2 separate regions of the Mus musculus genome follow, and region 2 is linked to region 1. Evidence: chromatin contacts called from public Micro-C data. All regions are on one chromosome and are shown on one strand. The core of a region is the stretch at or near the end of the contact, and the rest is flanking DNA. Distances in the headings are between cores, read along the strand shown.

Region 1 (5,086 bases), core at 719-3,218:
CCTCCTCTATTGCTGACGCAGTCCTTTGGATTCTCCTCAGAATTCCCTCCTGTGAAGCTGTGGTTTGCCCGAAAGAAGACCTTTGTCTCTCAGCTGTCATAAGGAATAGCTTTCCTACTATTAGCTGCCCTCAGGACCAGGAATACGATGGATATAATGCTTTCGTGAAGTTGTGACCAAATTATCTAACAGAAACAGGAGAAAGAAAGATTTATTTTGGCTCTTGGAGTCAGAGGGCTTGGCTCATGGTTGTTTAGACCCATGTTTCTGGGTTTGTGTGAGACAGAACATCATGTCAGAGGGCACATGTAGAGGAATAGATAGGCTATTCACAGGAACCAGAGGAAAGGGATTCAGGAGGGGACCAGAATGAGCCGTAGTCCCCCAAACATACACCCAGTCATTTACTTTATCTGCTTAGACCCCATCTACATTTAACCAACTCCCAGTAGCATCACCAGATCCGGATTTCACCAAGGGACCATTCTATCTCCAAAAGCCCACCATCTGACAATCAAACTCCCAAGCCTGATCCTGTTGGTGACACTTCACATTTAGGTAATAACAACAGGAATGCTATCGAGTTCTCCCACCATGCCTCACTAAGAGGATGAGACCACTAAGTAGCTGTCCTATGCAGAGTGGTCAGCCTGGAAACTACATGCACACATCCTGTGAAAGTGGACCCAACAGTCTATATGTATACATACATACATACATACATACATACACATACACACATATATAATATACCTATATACATATATACATGTGACAATAATAATCAAATGAAGTTAAGTTATCAGCTTGAATTGGGGAGCATGGAAGGGGTTTGATGAGTTTCTGAGAGGGGGGAAAGGGAGGGGGAATGATGTAATTCTATTTCAATTAAAACATTAAAAAATTTAATGAAGAAAAAAGGACAGTGTTACCAAGTGGTAGGTTTGTCGGTATAGACCAAAGAGTTTCCTTCCCCCCCCCCCCCCACATATTACATTCAAAGGGACAGAGAGGCATGAATCAGCATGCAGGCTGAGAGAGAGCACACTACAGGGGAGGTTGTGGGATTCCAGGTCTCCAGAGAGCCTTCCTCTTTCCAGATCCAGCAGCCTCAAGGCCAGGGTAGTGATAACCATTCTTCCAGAAGAGACCCAGAACAGGGCTGCCTTCCAGGCTGTGCAACTCTTCTGCCATGAAGCAGAGTGGTCAGAGCCAGGCATTCTCTGGTGGGGCAGAGGTTAGCCTGGGGAAGGCTTGAGAAATAGCAGTTGTTCAGGAAAGACATCCCTCAAAGCAGAAATATCCTGGGTGGTCTTAAAGGTATTTCATGCTTCAGGCAAACGTCGAGCAAGAGAGAGCATATTGAAGCAAAGCTTGCCGCCTCATGTCTTAAGTGTGCACACCTTAGACTATCCTCCGCATTTCACTCAGAAGGGAAGTGCAAAGCATTTGGAGTGCATGCCTTCTCTGTTGGAGGATGCTAAGTGTCTATTGAGGGCCACCCGCAGCCCAGGGTTGGGCTCAGCATCTGTGTTCCCTCCTTCAATTTCTTCAGCTCTGTGACAAGGTTGGTTTTCCTCCTCGCCTCAGAGATACATAAACTGAGGCGTTGAAGTAACCTGCTTTGGGTTTCAAAGTGATCAAGAGGCCAGAGCTACAGTCTCAAGTCAGGCACCCGGCTCTCGGTGGTGGCGTCACCCATCCATTTAGTAATAAGCCACCGTCATTTTCTGCTCTCTGTGAGTGACTTCTCTTTCTGTTACCATCCATGTCCAGTCAGATCCCAGCTCTTCATTTCACCATCACTACATGAGACCTGATCTCCTGATCCCAAGGAAGCAGGGAAGAGACTATTTCTTCACTCTGTCTCTGAGCATTCTTTTCCCCCTCTCCTTCCTCACACAAATGCTGCATCCTGCATTCCTGAAATACTTGGTGCATTTGATACCCTGAGCCTCTTGACTCTCACTCTCCACAGGTCAGATTCCACAATCTGTCACTCTGATTCTTTGAGGCTTGTGGCACTGGCTTAGTCACTATTTGTCTGGTTCAGGAAAATTGTGCTGAACTTGATGACATCAACTGATTCCTTTCTTGCCCAGAAATCATCTCTTTCTTGTCAGACTTTTTTTTTTTTTTTTTTTTGAAATGGTCTTATGCAGTTTGGCTAGCCCTACACTTGCTACAGAGCCAAGGATGACCTTGAACTCCAGACTCCTTATCCTCTCCCCTCCCCTCCCCTCCCCTCCCCTCCCCTCCCCTCCCCTCCCCTCCCCTCCCCAATACTGCTACCCAGGCCCGGACCACCAAGCCTGACTGCTTATTTAGATTTTATTTCCCACTGATCTTCCTGCCCAGTGACTCTTTACTTCATACTAGTCAAACCTTTATCTGAAGTCCAAATCCAGTTTCTTCTGTAAGCTTTCTTGTCCACCATAATCTCTAGTGAGGGGCTATGAATCAGTGGTCCGTGGATTTGTTTTGATTTGTTTGTTTGCTTAGAAAAGAAAGGATGTCTATGGGTGGAGCCAGTTCTCCAATTTGCTGACCCCCCTGCACCACTAGTGTTCTGATACTTTTCCTCACTTATTTGTATTAGGGCTTTAGGCCTTGCAAACTCTGAGTACACAGATAATTAGGCAAGTATGCAGGCTGTGTGGCTCCTCTCCCGTCTCAATTCCCTCTCAGCGCCGTGCATGCGTCCAAGCTTCTGGTTGTTAGAGAATTTTCTGATGCCACTTCTTTTCCTCAAGCGTCTCTGTCGAGCACAGGTTTCAAAACAAAACATTTCTTACGTCTGGGGAATTATGACTTAAAGAAAGTCCAATATGGTTTCTGTAATGCTAATATTCACCCCGCGGAGCTGGGAGGACGGCTCAGGGGGTAATAGTGCTTCCGATTCAAGCATGAGGGCGGAAGTGAATTGGAATCCCTAGCACTTTTGTAAAACCAAACAAACAGAAAAACAGGCATGATGTGATGCCTTTACCTGTAACACTGGGGCACAGAGACCGGTCACTCCTCGGAACTCTCTAGAAAGCCGGCTTAGCTTCTAGTTCACTGAGAGAACCGTGACACCAGGATAGAAAATGATACAAAACCAAGACATTCTATAGTCTTTCTCTGGTTTTTACTTCTGTGTACATGGGTGCTAGCACACACATGCATACACACATGCATGCAACACACACACACACACACACACACACACACACACACACACACACACACACACTTACCCAGTAATATTCCTCATTTCTAAAGCTAGTCCCTCAAGAAGGTCTTCAAAGTTCTAACTCTCGTGCTTCTGTTTGATAGATTGTGCTCCCCTAAACCATAGCATCTTTCAGAGCCTCAGTTTCCCTTTTTGTACAAACAAGAAAGCAACGAAGACATTGTAAGGTTTAGAAGCACTGTGCTCAAAGCTCATATCTTCATGAGGTAAATGTTACCAACTGTTCCTCACGTTCTTAGGCTCCCAGGGTCAAGAGTAGCTCATAGATAGGAAACAGGAGTCTTGTTGGTGTACAGCCTTAGAGCGGGAGGTCTCCTTTGCAGTGTGTAGCTTTGTTCTTCAGCTGGGAACACTAGGCACAGATTGGGTTCAACTTTTCTACCATGTGCTCTCTGCACACCACACAGTCCTCATGTCTGTCTTAAAGAGGAACTCTGGTTACCTCTGTGACACAGAGTGACACAGCAACTTACCTGGGTCATGCAACTGGGAACTGAGAGCCAGACATGCCAGAGAAGCATGTGTGTTGGAGCTTACATGCATGTCTCTCAGAGCTGGCTCTTTCAAGGGTCATACAAAATTTATGTTTTATCTTTCTTAATGTCTTTTTCTTCTTGAGAATTCTCTCATACTCTGACTATAGCTAAGTGATCAGCGAGTCACCCTTAGACCCAAACTATGGAGAGATAAAACTATCTCAGACAACTGTCTCTTTCATGGAAAGTTTCTTGGTTTTCAAATCATTGAACTTCTGTGTTTGTGCATGTGGTGTGTTTGTTCATGTGCACACTTACAGAGGTGTCCATGCATGTGTGTTACCTAATGTGGAGGCCAGAGATCAATGTGATGTGTCTTCCTCAGCTTCTTTCCACCTATTAAAAATATTGATTTATTTTGATGTGCCATGGCACATGTGTGAAGGGTAGAGGACAACTTGAAGAAATCTGCTCTCTGCTTTCATCATCTGGGGCCTGGGTATTGAACGTAAGTTGCCAGGCTTGGCAGCAGGAGTCTTCGGCTTGTTTTTTTGAGGCAGATTCTCTTACTGAACCCAGAGCTCACCAGTTTGGCAATAGTAGTTGGTCAGTGAGCCCCAGGGAATACTCCTGTCTCTGTATTCACTGGGCTAGGACTACAGGTCTGTGCCACTGTGCTCAGCTTTTGGTGGGAGTCCTAGGGATCTGATCTAAGGTCCCCATGCCTTCAAAGCAAGTTCTTTATTAACTGAATCATATCACCAGACCCAAACATTGACCTTCTAATTACAGCTTTCAAGCAGATTCCATAACAATAGATCACTACAGAGATTATTTGAATGATAGCGTCAAGACGGATCTCTCCTTAGACGTTCCAAACCACGACATAGATGGACATGGCTATAAACTTGGCTCCTTTGGCTTAAGAGCCAAAAAGAAAAGTCCCTGATTCCAATTCCTTGTGTATCAGAGTGGATGTTTTTTGCATTTTTTCCCTCATTTCTACCCATTTAACCTCCAATATCATCAGATCCAAGGAAGCTGTGATTTCAAGCCACTTCCAGAGTTTATTTGAGAATTAGTTGGTTTGGACCGTACTACCTTATGAGTACAAATGATTAGAATTTTAGGAATTTTGTGAACTGCTTGGTAAGCCAGCATTCTTTAAAATCAAAATTATAATTAAATGTGTTTTATAGAAATCAAAAGTAATAAAAACCTCCCAGCACATTGCTTGCTAATTATCTAGTTTTCTACTGCATTCATTGTTAGAATGATTCCTATCACCCATAACTGTGGTATGCATACCAAGTGATTTCCCAGGGACTCCATGCCAGCAATAGCATTGTATTATCTTTAAGGTGGACATGATATC
Region 2 (5,086 bases), core at 1,104-3,603, 130 kb before region 1:
TTATTAGAAATACAGATTTCAGGTCTCATCCTAGGCTTCCTCTGTCAACACGATCACCAGGTGATGTGGGAATGCCTTAAGGTTTGCCAGTGCTGTCTTGGAGAAAGTTGAGCAGACGGTTTAAGAGAGAGCTGCTGGGCCTGGAGAAACAGCCCAGAGGTTAAGAACACTGACTGCTCTTCCAGAGCTCCTGAGTTCAATTTCCAGCAACCGCACGGTGGCTCACAACCATCTGTAGTGGGACACACACCTCGTCTGGTGTGTCTGAAGACAGAGAGACAGCGTACTCACATACATAAAATCTTTATAAAAAAATGCAGCTGCTGTTGTACCGTGGGTGGCAGCTTCCTCTTTCAAAGCACGTTAAGTCCCAGCGGTACCCCGTGGTTGGATGGATGGATGGATGGATGGATGAGTAAATTGGTGTATACCCTGGCTTACTTATCCCCCCTTAGCGGGACTATGGACAGAGTGGTTTATACAAGGGATCTATCTAGTTCCTGGTCAGGTGAATGGACTCATAGTTCACCTTACTTCACTGTTGTGGCTAACTCCATGCACACCCTTTTTTTAATCAAAAAAAAAAAAAAAAAAAAAAAAAGGATGTTTGCTTGTTTGGTGTGTGTTCTTGATGCCCAAGAAGCCCCCCCCCCCCAAGAAAGTGTATTAACTCTCTTAGAACTGGAGTTATAGTTGGTCGTGAGCCATCATGTGGGTGCTGGGGACTGAACCCCAGTTGTCTGCAAGACAGCCTGTGCTCTAAATCACTGAGTAGTTTCTCTAGCCCCCTTCATGTGACCTTTATAAAGAACTGGCCATTTATTCTGCAAGATGTCAGTGTGTGTGTGTGTGTGTGTGTGTGTGTGTGTGTGTGTGTATACGAGATATGTTTCCTTGTCTAGCCTTGGAATTACAGAGATCCACCTGCCTCTGACTCCTGAGTGCTAGGATTAAAGGTGTCACCATGCCTGTCCCACACAATATCATTTTTATAGTGTGTCTTGGTTAGTTTCATGTCAACTTGACACAAGATAGAGTCATCTGAAAGGAGGGAACTCAATTGAGAAAATGCTTCTGTAACACCCAGCTGTATGGCATTTTCTTAGTGGTTTCTTGGGGAGGGCCTAGACCGTTGTGGGTGGTGCCATCCCTGGGCTGGTGTTCTGGGTTCTATAAGAAAGCTGGCTGAGCAAGCCATGGGAAGCAAACCAGTAAGCAGCCTCCCTCCATGGCGTCTGCATCAGCTCCTGCCTCCAGGATCCTGCTCTGGTTGTGTTCCTGTCTTGCATGCCTTTAGTGATGAACGGTGCTGTGTAAGTGGAATAAACCCTTTCCTCCCCAAGTTGCTTTGGTCATGGTATTTCATTACAGTACTAGTCACCCTGTGATATAGAGAATTGCGAATAAGATGATCTCATACCGTGTCCCTATTCTATCTGTGGCTTTCCTGCTGCTGTGATGAAATACCATGGCCGAGGCAATGTGTAGAAGGAAGTTTATTTGGACTTACAGTTTCTAGAGGGTTAGAGTCCATGCTGGAGGAGAGAGGCATGACGGCAAGCAACAGTCACAATTAGGAATGGACAGAAAGCCGAGGGAACCTGAAGCAAAAAGGAAAGAGAGGAAACTTGGCGTGGCTTAATTCTTTAAACTCTCAAAGCCCGCCCCCAGTGACGTACCTCCTTCAGCATGTGCACACCCCTTCCTAAGCCTCTCTTGCTGCACCACCAACCTGGGACCAAGTGTTTAACTACTCTACGCTATGGGACACATCTCATTCAAACCACTAAGGCTTTCTTGTCCATTTACCTAAATTGGTCCAGTGCTCTAGAGCAACGGTTCTCAACTTGTGGGTCGTGGCCCCTTTGGGGTTTGAGGGGTCACCTGAGAACATAGGAAAACACAGGCATTCACGGTTATGAAGTAGCCATGAAAATACCTTTATGGTTGGTGTCACCCCAAGAGGAGGAGCTGTTTTGAAGGGTGGCAGCGTTGTCAGGAAGGTTGAGAAACGCCGCCCTAGAGGACCTCAGGGAACACGTTCCTCCCTAGCAAGCAGGACACCATGTGCTGGTCAGCTTCCTATCCCTGTGACTAAATAGCTGAGACACGAACTTAAAGGGAGGAAAGGTTTCAGTCCACGGCTGGCTGGCTCCACTGCCTCTGAGCCCCGGGGCAAGGCATCGTGGTAGGAGGAAGTGGAGGGGCAGAGCATCACCTCTTGGCAGCCAGGAAGCAGGCAGAGAAGAAGGGATGAGAGATGAGATACATTCCTCAAACTCTTTGCCTCGGCGATCTTGTTCCAAGGTGGCTTCCTAACAGCCCATTCCATAGCGGTTAAAGCAGGAAGCATAGGGGTTAGATCGGAAGCAGGGGAAACTCTTTACTCTTGAAGCCTACCCTCCCACCAATGCCCCTCCCACTCATCAATACCCCCAGCTGCCAATACCCCCCACCTCAGTTACATGCCTCCTTCAGCGACACTACATTTACACATCATGAACAGCGACACCAACTGGGGCAGAATGACAGAGCCTGCGGGGGACATTCTCATTCAAACCAACACACGGGCTTTCCTTAACCTTCTCGTCCAAATTTTCTGCTTATATTTGTGGCCACCATTTTTCTTTTCCTGCCACTGCTGGGCACTCAGTATTAAAAACAGTTTAGAAATGGAATTTTCTTATGTGTTGGAAGAAGACCTTTTTTCCCTCGGTGCTCCCTCTACCTTTTTAACAAATTTCATTTTTAGTGGTAGTAGATGAACTGAAATAAATGCACAATTTAAACAAAATTATAGAAACTCGGTGTCATCAAATAGCCTAAGGTGTTCACTTTTTTGCCAGAAGGTGGCAGCAAAGCCACGGTCAGACCTTGGATAAAATTTTTTCATCACTCGTGGAAAAACCAAACCAAACTAAATGGAAAGCAAAACCAAGAACAAACTAGACAAACAATGGGGTACCACCTGCTTATTTTATTCATAGTTTCATAAGTCCTGTTTTAATAATTCAGCATTGCTTTTAGGCTCTAAAATAAGCCTAATCCTTACCTTCTAAACATGATAAAATGGTTGCTTATTATTTTGACTTTTCTTTTTTCTTTTGAGATAGGGTTTCTCTGTGGAGCCCTGGCTGTCCTAGAACTAGCTCTGTAGATCAGGCTGGGCTGGAGCTAAAGATCTGCTTGCCTCTGGTGCTGGGATCAAAGGTGTGTGCCACCCCTGCTCGGTGAGTCAGAGACTTTTTTGACTTATTATTATTTTTTAAGGCACCCAATGTGAACACTTTTCTCCACAGAAGTAATGTCATGGGTTGATATCCATACTCTTTTTTTAAAAAAAAATATTTTTAATCTATTTATTTTATGTATATATGAGTATACTGTAGCTGTACAGATGGTTGTGAGCCATCTTGTGGTTGCTGGGAATTGAATTCAGGACCTCTGCTTATTCTGGCCATGCTCACTCTAGCCCAAAGATTTATTTATTTATTATATATAAGTACACTGTAGCTTCAGGCACACCTGAAGAGGGCGTCAGATCTCATTATGGATGGTTGTGAGCCACCATGTGGTTGCTGTGATCTGAGCTCAGGACCTTTGGAAGAGCAGTCAGTGCTCTTATCCAGAGCCAGCTCACCAGCCCGACTTCAAAATTTTTTTTTTATTGTATTTGTTTAATGTGCACACACACATGTGCACATGAATGAGGGGGAAAGAGAGAGATAGAGATACAGAGATACAGAGAGTACACAAGCATGCCTGCCCATGTCGCAGCGAGCATGTGGAGGTCAGAGGACAACTTATGATGGTTCCCTTCTTCCACAATGCAGGTCTTGGCAAGTGCTGAGCCATGTCTCTGGTCCCATAAACAAAATGATCTTATTTAATTACTTTGTGTTTTGAGAGTTTATTTGGAGGGTCTATCAAGAGATGAAAGCTACTTGAATACCCTTGGCCCCCCTCTACTGGGGAAGGTCCAGCCAACAGAATGGCTTTGGAAGGGATACCAGCCTAGCCAGCCAGATAAGTCAAAGCGACTCTGGCAATCAACAGAGTGACAGATGCTACAGCCAGATCACTCTCCCATCCTATTTAATTACTTAGGAAACCCCCCCTCCCACAAGCTATGAACTGACGGTACACAACATTGGCCCAAGCATCTTTTTTTTTTTTTTTTTGGTTTTTCAAGACAGGATTTCTCTGTGTAGTCCTGGCTGTCCTGGAACTCAGTCTGTAGACCAGGCTGGCCTCAAACTCAGAAATCCGCCTGCCTCTGCCTCCCAAGTGCTGGGATTATGCATCCTAAATAATAGATTTGAAGTCGTTTTAGTTTCCTCTTTATGAGCTCTTTCAGCTGAGCAGTGGATTATAGACCACAAGGAGTCATGTTCAGCAAGATGCACTGTCAATCTGGTCATGTTTATAACTGTTCCTGGGAAAGTACTCTCAGTGCAGGCGAGAGCTCTTCTTTTCATGTGTCAGGTTAGCTGTCTTACAATGTCATCCTGCGAATGGCACACGGGGTTTCAAAGCCTGCCCGATGCCACTCCCGGCTCTGCTGATGCTGACACAGAACCCCAGCCCTTGCTGACACCACCGGTGTACTCACACTTCCTGTCCATCAACTCCTTCCACCGGGTCACCTTACTGTCTCTGCATAAGACAGCAAGGGTGCTAGCTGTGATAGACCAGGTTGTGTCTCCCTCCCTCCATGTAGCAACCTTGTGGTAACAGTGCCCATGTCCAGGTGAGTACATTACCATCCTAGGAGCAGCTGGCCATGGTGCTGGCTGGAAGACAAATATAGTGGGCCCAGGCCACACTGAACTCGGTGCTACGGGCCTCCTGCTTCTGCTCCCCCGTCTACTGCTTGCCCTCCTCTTACCATGGCACCAGACTCAGACTTCTTGATGTACTTGATTTCTGGCCCTTCAGCTGATCCACGAGGTCTTCAAGTACCAAGTATCCCACTTGACAGCACGATAGCGTGTAGTGTGAGCATGGCTGATCTGAACTTGCTACTGGCCTTCTGTAGTGTAGGTCAGCTGTGAGAGGGTCCAGCCTGGGCTCTCATGAGTCAGAT

What was found. Hi-C and Micro-C count contacts between places; a contact is called where the count stands out from the background.
Region 2: a contact with region 1 is called in a Micro-C map of embryonic fibroblasts, with 5 times the contacts expected there. The contact joins the promoter of 1700047G03Rik here to the enhancer-like site in region 1. A contact is called at or near these places in 3 of 484 Hi-C or Micro-C datasets (Sertoli cells, adipose-derived mesenchymal stem cells and embryonic fibroblasts) and 1 of 115 datasets of contacts at active chromatin or transcription factors (embryonic stem cells).

Annotation. Positions count from the first base shown.
Region 1 is chr15:11,832,938-11,838,023 of GRCm38.p6, reverse strand. No RefSeq gene overlaps it. Among named protein-coding and RNA genes, the nearest start is that of Npr3, 70 kb to the left of the region's middle. Within about 2 kb of position 1,968, at least 43 of the 459 cell types and tissues checked have an H3K27ac peak or open chromatin away from gene starts, as enhancers often do. A contact at or near this core is called in adipose-derived mesenchymal stem cells and embryonic fibroblasts, where this site is marked.
Region 2 is chr15:11,964,329-11,969,414 of GRCm38.p6, reverse strand. 1700047G03Rik (RIKEN cDNA 1700047G03 gene) reads right to left here and starts at 2,353. Exons shown (of 3, transcript NR_040447.1): 1 at 2,219-2,353; 2 at 1,511-1,601. It also overlaps the pseudogene Gm21997.